Regions from separate parts of the Callithrix jacchus genome. Here region 1 is linked to region 2. The links are chromatin contacts, called in public Hi-C maps. All regions are on one chromosome and are shown on one strand. Each heading gives the region's core, a stretch centred on a gene start, on an enhancer-like site or on the middle of the called end of the contact. The rest is flanking DNA. Distances are from core to core; before and after follow the strand shown. Region 1 holds the start of SIK3 (SIK family kinase 3). Region 2 overlaps SIK3 (SIK family kinase 3).

Region 1 (2,706 bases), core at 85-2,584, 220 kb after region 2:
TCCTCCCAACGAAGGCTACATGAAGGTGCTACCATATTTCCTCAAAGAAGGTATTGAACATGCATACATGGAGAGCTTCCTAATTGACCTTGGCCAATCTCACTCCTATGGCGCCTCAAATCCCTTTAAGAACCTAAGGGCTCCATGCGTGTAATCTCCCGGTGTCTGCGTTCTTCAATCACAAGCCTCCCGCCTCGACCAGTGAAAGCCCACCCTGGGTTCTACAAAGCCCACCATTCCCGACCCTCCAACAACTAAAAATAACCGGCAATCATCTCTCCCAAACTGTTTAACCCCTGATTACCTAGTGCCATTATAAACCTGGGACACCCCCCCACCCCCACTTCAACTCCTCCATTCCCTGGGCCCCTTCCTGTGGACAAGCAAAGCAATTTCCCCCTATTTCCCCATTTTCCTCACTACCTCCTCCACTAATCGTGTCTCTCCTCGGGCTCCCCTTCGCACCATCTATCAGTCTTAGACGATCAAATGCGGATTCCTATCTTTGCCTTAAGGCACCAAGATCCTGAGACCTCCCAGCGCCCTGCAGCTGTGCACATCCCCAGTTCGTGCCGCAGCCGTCCTGGGTCCCCTCACAAGCCCGGGTCTGCCACTTCACCCTGGTCTTCCCCCATCCTCCTGGTCCAGATTGCATACGCCCCCGTCCTCATTCCCTTATGACTTCCTAGCTGCTGGTTCCCGAGACTTACTGGCTTACAGTCTCCCGGTCCCCGGGGAGTTCCGACCCCTTCTTTCCAATCACCCCCTTTACTCCTCTGCCCTCAGCCCCGAGGACCCTCCCCGCGCCCGGCTCCCGGGCTCCCAGGGCCGGTGCTCTGTGGCCCCGGGCCCCCGCGTGAAGTTCCGCCGTCTCGGGTCCCAGGTGTCGGTCCCTAGCTCCGCGCCCGCCCCGCCGCGGCCGGCCCCCTCCCGCCTCCCCGGCCCCCAACGCTCCCACCACGCGTCGCGCTCGCTGTCCCGACCCCCCGGCTGGGGGCGCGGACCTCTCCCGGCCCCGCCACGCTGCGACGGCCGCCCGGCCCCGCGCCGGTACCTTGGCCTTGGTGACGAGGTGCGTGGCCCGCTTGACCACCGCGAAGTTGCCCTTGCCGATGGTGCGGTCGATCTCGTAGTATCCGATGCGGGCGGGCATGGGTCCGCGGGAGGCCGGGGCTGGGGGACGCGGCGGGCCGGCCGCGGGGGACACGGCAGCGGGGGCGGCCGGGGGCCCCGGAGCGGGCGGAGGCAGCAGGCGGCCCGCGGGCCCGGCTCCCCCCGTCCCGGCCCCGGCAGCCCCGCCAGCTCCGCTCGCCGCCGCCGCCGCCATCTTGTTGTGCAGTGAAACCTCCGGGGCCGCGGGGAGCCGGCTCGGGGGAGGGGGCAAGGGGGGGCGGGAAAGGGGGGGCCGCGGACGTCACTCGGGAAGGCGGGGCGCCCTCGCCGACCGGCGCCCGCCGCCATGGCAACCGCGGGTCACGTGCCGACGCGCGTCACTGCCCGGAGCCATGGCAACCGTGACCTCACCGGCGGGCTCGACCTTCCCGCGTGGGCCCCGGTTCCTGAGGCGCTGGCTCCCGAGTGCCCCCCTCCGGGAGCTGGCGGTGGGAACCTCCGGTGGGCGCCCAACCTCGAAGCCTCCACCGCCTTTCCCGGGTCGGGGGCGCAGGATGCCCGACCCACAGCCAGCCCCCCACCGCCGCTGGAATCGCCAATGTGACCTCTGCTGTGACCTCTGTCCCAGTTCAACGATCACCCAACCTCCCTTAACAAAAAAAGTGTTTCCTCATCACCAAAAATACCAACGTTGTCCCACTTTAGCCCTTGAGGCCACAAAGGCAGGAATAGCTACACTTTTTAAGCAACTGTAACCAAGTTGGTAACAACGCGAGGGAATTCTTCAGTAAAATTCCTTCCTCTTATAAAATCCAGCTCACCCTGTGCAATCAACCTAATTGTCACCGAATATAGGAGAATGGGGAAAGGATTTGCGTGTTCAAGGGCGGAGAAGCCAGTCCAAACAGGCATTCCAGTCATTGGGTGGGTGACAGCCAGAGAAGGTACGTCATTTTCCTTCCTACCACCCCCGTCTCTGAACAGTTCTGTAGGGATGTCTGTCAGAGTGCCTACATACGATTTCTGTGGCTTGTATAAGCCTGATGAAGCAGTGGTGCACATTGTCCAATGAACCACGTCATGTTTAAGGATAGTCGGTTAAGCGAAATAAGTAAGTGAATAATAGTAATTCCATCCTTCCTAGTGACTCTCCAAAAAATTAAGGGTCATCAAGTTAATAACTCCAGCAATTTCATATCCCTTTTTCTTCCCTTCTCTATTACCTGGCATCCTTCATAACTCCCAGACTTCCTCCTCTTCTCTCCCCTTCCCTTTATTTTTTTTAAGCCGGGGTTTCCCCATGTTGATCAGGCTGGTCTTGAACTCCCGACCTCAGGTGATCCACCCACCTTGGCCTCCAAAGTGCGTGGATTACAGGCGTGAGCCGCCACGCCCGGCCCTCCCCTTCCCATTATTAAAGAGATTAACTTAGCTGCTTTAGGTGAGGGTAGGAGGTAGGAAATCAGACTGTCAACACAATAGTCTTTGGCAGGTTGGGTCGAAAGAAGGGAAGACTGTGAATATTCCAGTGTTAAAATGTATTCCTCGGACTAGTCCTGATTCATCCATATCTATGTCTCTCTCAATGGTAGT
Region 2 (2,700 bases), core at 111-2,610:
GCTCAAAAAATTTAAGTTACTGGCATCCATAGGTGGGAGTGGCGGTCAGGGGAAACATCTGCCAACACATGAAGCCAGGTCAGGTTTCACCTTCCACAACAGATCAAGAAAACAGCAAGTTTCAATTTTTAATCCTTCTATAATTTAGACTCAGGGTTTTATCAAACTGATCTTTGGGATGCTATGTGAAGTTTAATCCAAAAACACGGGCCTGGATCAAACTTATTTTACTTGAGGCATAGAAAACAAACTCTGTAATAGATCAAAACACCTTTTTACACCTAAAAGTCATTTGCCTTGGTCACCTTCATAATAACCCATATAACAAAAGTACATAAAACCATGGCTGGGCATGGTGGCTCACGCCTATGATCCCAAGCATTTTGGGAGACTAAGGCAGGCAGATTGCTTGAACCAAGGAGTTCAAGACCAGCCTGGGAAACATAATGAAACTCTATCTCTACATTTTAAAAAAAAAAAAAAAGCATATAAAACCAAGTGGTGTGATGAGTAATTTAGATCATGTTAACAATATAGTACAAGAGTCTGAGCAGGGTGTGGTGGCTCATGCCAGGTGTGGTGGCATGTACCTGTAGTCCCAGCTATTCGGGAGGCTGAGGCAAGAGCCCCGGAGACAGAAGTTGCAGTGAGCTGAGACTGCCCCGCTACACTCCAGCCTGGGCAAAAAATAATCTATTAAAAAAAAAATACAAGAGTCTGATATAAGATTCCATAGTTAAGTAGTACTGAGTTAGTTTTTTATTACAAAACACTTACTGAATGTGAGTGTTTATGCCCTACCAGGGGCTGTTAGGTTTTATGGAAGATACTGATGTGGAAAACACAGTTCAAGAGGCTTACATTCTAGTGGGGAAAGGAGGAAGAAGACATATATACATAATTATAAAAACCAGGTGGTATAAAATCAATCAAGCCTCAAATACATCCTCAAATTAATCCTCTTTTAAATGTATATCACTGTCATTCCAACTTGAAAATATATGTCTTTGTTATGTCTCAGGATGCCTATGAAAGGAAACTTGTATCAAACAAACCAGACCAGGCATAGAAATATCCACTAATTGTGAGGAAAATTCATTCCACACATTACTGACAATAGAGAGCAGCTTAGAATTCTTGAGCTGACTATATCTGTTTGCAGAGCATGGCCTCCCACACAGCTGTATGTAGCTACTCTGGAATTCAAGTTGGCTAGAAGCAGCTAAATGGTAGGGCTCTTGCCTGCTTGTCTTCCACTATACCAGCTCTGCTGGAGTTTCTAGATCCTTCAGGAAGAAAAACAGATAAACTCAGCTCAAGCCTATGACAACAGCTGAGAAAAGGAAGGATCTTGTGCTTAAGGACTTCCCCTCAACCACACTATCTCCTGTAACACAGCAATAGCAGTTGGCCTGACAGGCTGAAAAGCAGCTGGCACTTGCCTCCATCAGAAGACTATGCTCCAGGTCTACTGAGATACAGCTGTGCCCAGAAACAGGAGGTACAGCAGAAAAAGGACTCCAGGACAGACTCTAAACTTCCTTCACATGAACTTGACACTTCTTGAAGGTTGTCAGCAAGCCAAGCCAAAACAACCGATGAATGTATTTTCTGCTATGCCTTGTCCTTTCGAAGTATTCTCTGAAAGGTCGTGGGATTTAGGCCTATGACATTCGGCAATGCCAAGCACATGCATGTTACCAAGGGCCAGAGAGATCATGTTGGTAATATAGCAATTATCCACTCATTTCCTACCCTGGCTGTTTCTCATTTTCTGTACTAATCTAACAAACACTTCTACTCAGGGAATTACTGAACTGGGATTAAAGAGTGACTAGGTTTGGGATAATCCTGTTGGCTTTCTCTGAGTCTTGAAGCTTTCAGGTTAACTTACATCATATTACAAATGTGAGTTCTAAGCAGTTAGACTGCAGTTTATTTCCAAGCACTAACAGACAATGTGGCTAACAGCATGCTTAGCTGCTTTCCAGGACCCCCTATCTGAAGTCAGCTCTGGGAAGGGTTCAGTAAGAATCTCTTGCCTTGGTGTGAGGTGGCGGGGGTGGAGGGTAGAAGAGATCCAAGTTGCTCACAGGAAACACTGTGGACATTGGAAAAGTAAAGGAAGTGGTTTGTTTATCTTGCTCTTTTTGTGACAGTATGGTGCAGTAGAACAAACAGTGAATTTGAATACTGACTGAATTACTTATTACCAGTGTGGCTTTGGCAAATTAATTTCTCTAAACTTCAGCTTCCAAAACTTCATCAGCAAGATGAAAAGATATGTACTATTACCAATTCTAAGATGTAGCTCAAATTAGATTAAGGAAAAGAAAATAATTTAGGCTGCATATGCTGGCTTCTGCCCGTAATCCCAGCACTTTGAGAGCCAAGGTGGGAGGATTGCTTGAGACCAAGAGTTCAAGATCAGACTGGGCAATGTAGTGAGACTCATCTCTCTGAAAAATCTTTTTAAAAATTAGCTTGGCACAGTGGCATAGGCCTGTAGTCCTAGCTACTTGGGAGCCTGAAGTAGGAGGACTGTTTGAACCCAGGAGTTTGAGGCTGCAGTGAGCTATGGTCACACCACTAGGCTCCAGCATAGGTGACAGAACAAGACCTTGTTGCTAACAATATAAAAATTGAAATATTTTAAAAAAAGATATACTGGCTGGGTGTAGTGGTTCCCACCTGTAATAC

The links. A called contact is a pair of places that touch in the nucleus more often than the background predicts.
Region 1: a contact with region 2 is called in a Hi-C map of skeletal muscle, with 3 times the contacts expected there. The contact joins the promoter of SIK3 here to the enhancer-like site in region 2. A contact is called at or near these places in 3 of 3 Hi-C or Micro-C datasets (induced pluripotent stem cells and skeletal muscle).

What each region holds. Positions count from the first base shown.
Region 1 is chr10:16,743,390-16,746,095 of calJac240_pri, forward strand. It overlaps SIK3 (SIK family kinase 3), which reads right to left and starts at 1,335. Exons shown (of 24, transcript XM_078339529.1): 1 at 1,055-1,335. The coding sequence starts at 1,327.
Region 2 is chr10:16,524,816-16,527,515 of calJac240_pri, forward strand. The region is part of intron 6 of SIK3 (SIK family kinase 3); the gene reads right to left. All of the region lies in intron 2 of LOC118145714 (a long non-coding RNA gene), which reads left to right. Among named protein-coding and RNA genes, the nearest start is that of APOA1, 51 kb to the left of the region's middle. Within about 2 kb of position 1,361, at least 10 of the 16 cell types and tissues checked have an H3K27ac peak or open chromatin away from gene starts, as enhancers often do. A contact at or near this core is called in skeletal muscle, where this site is marked.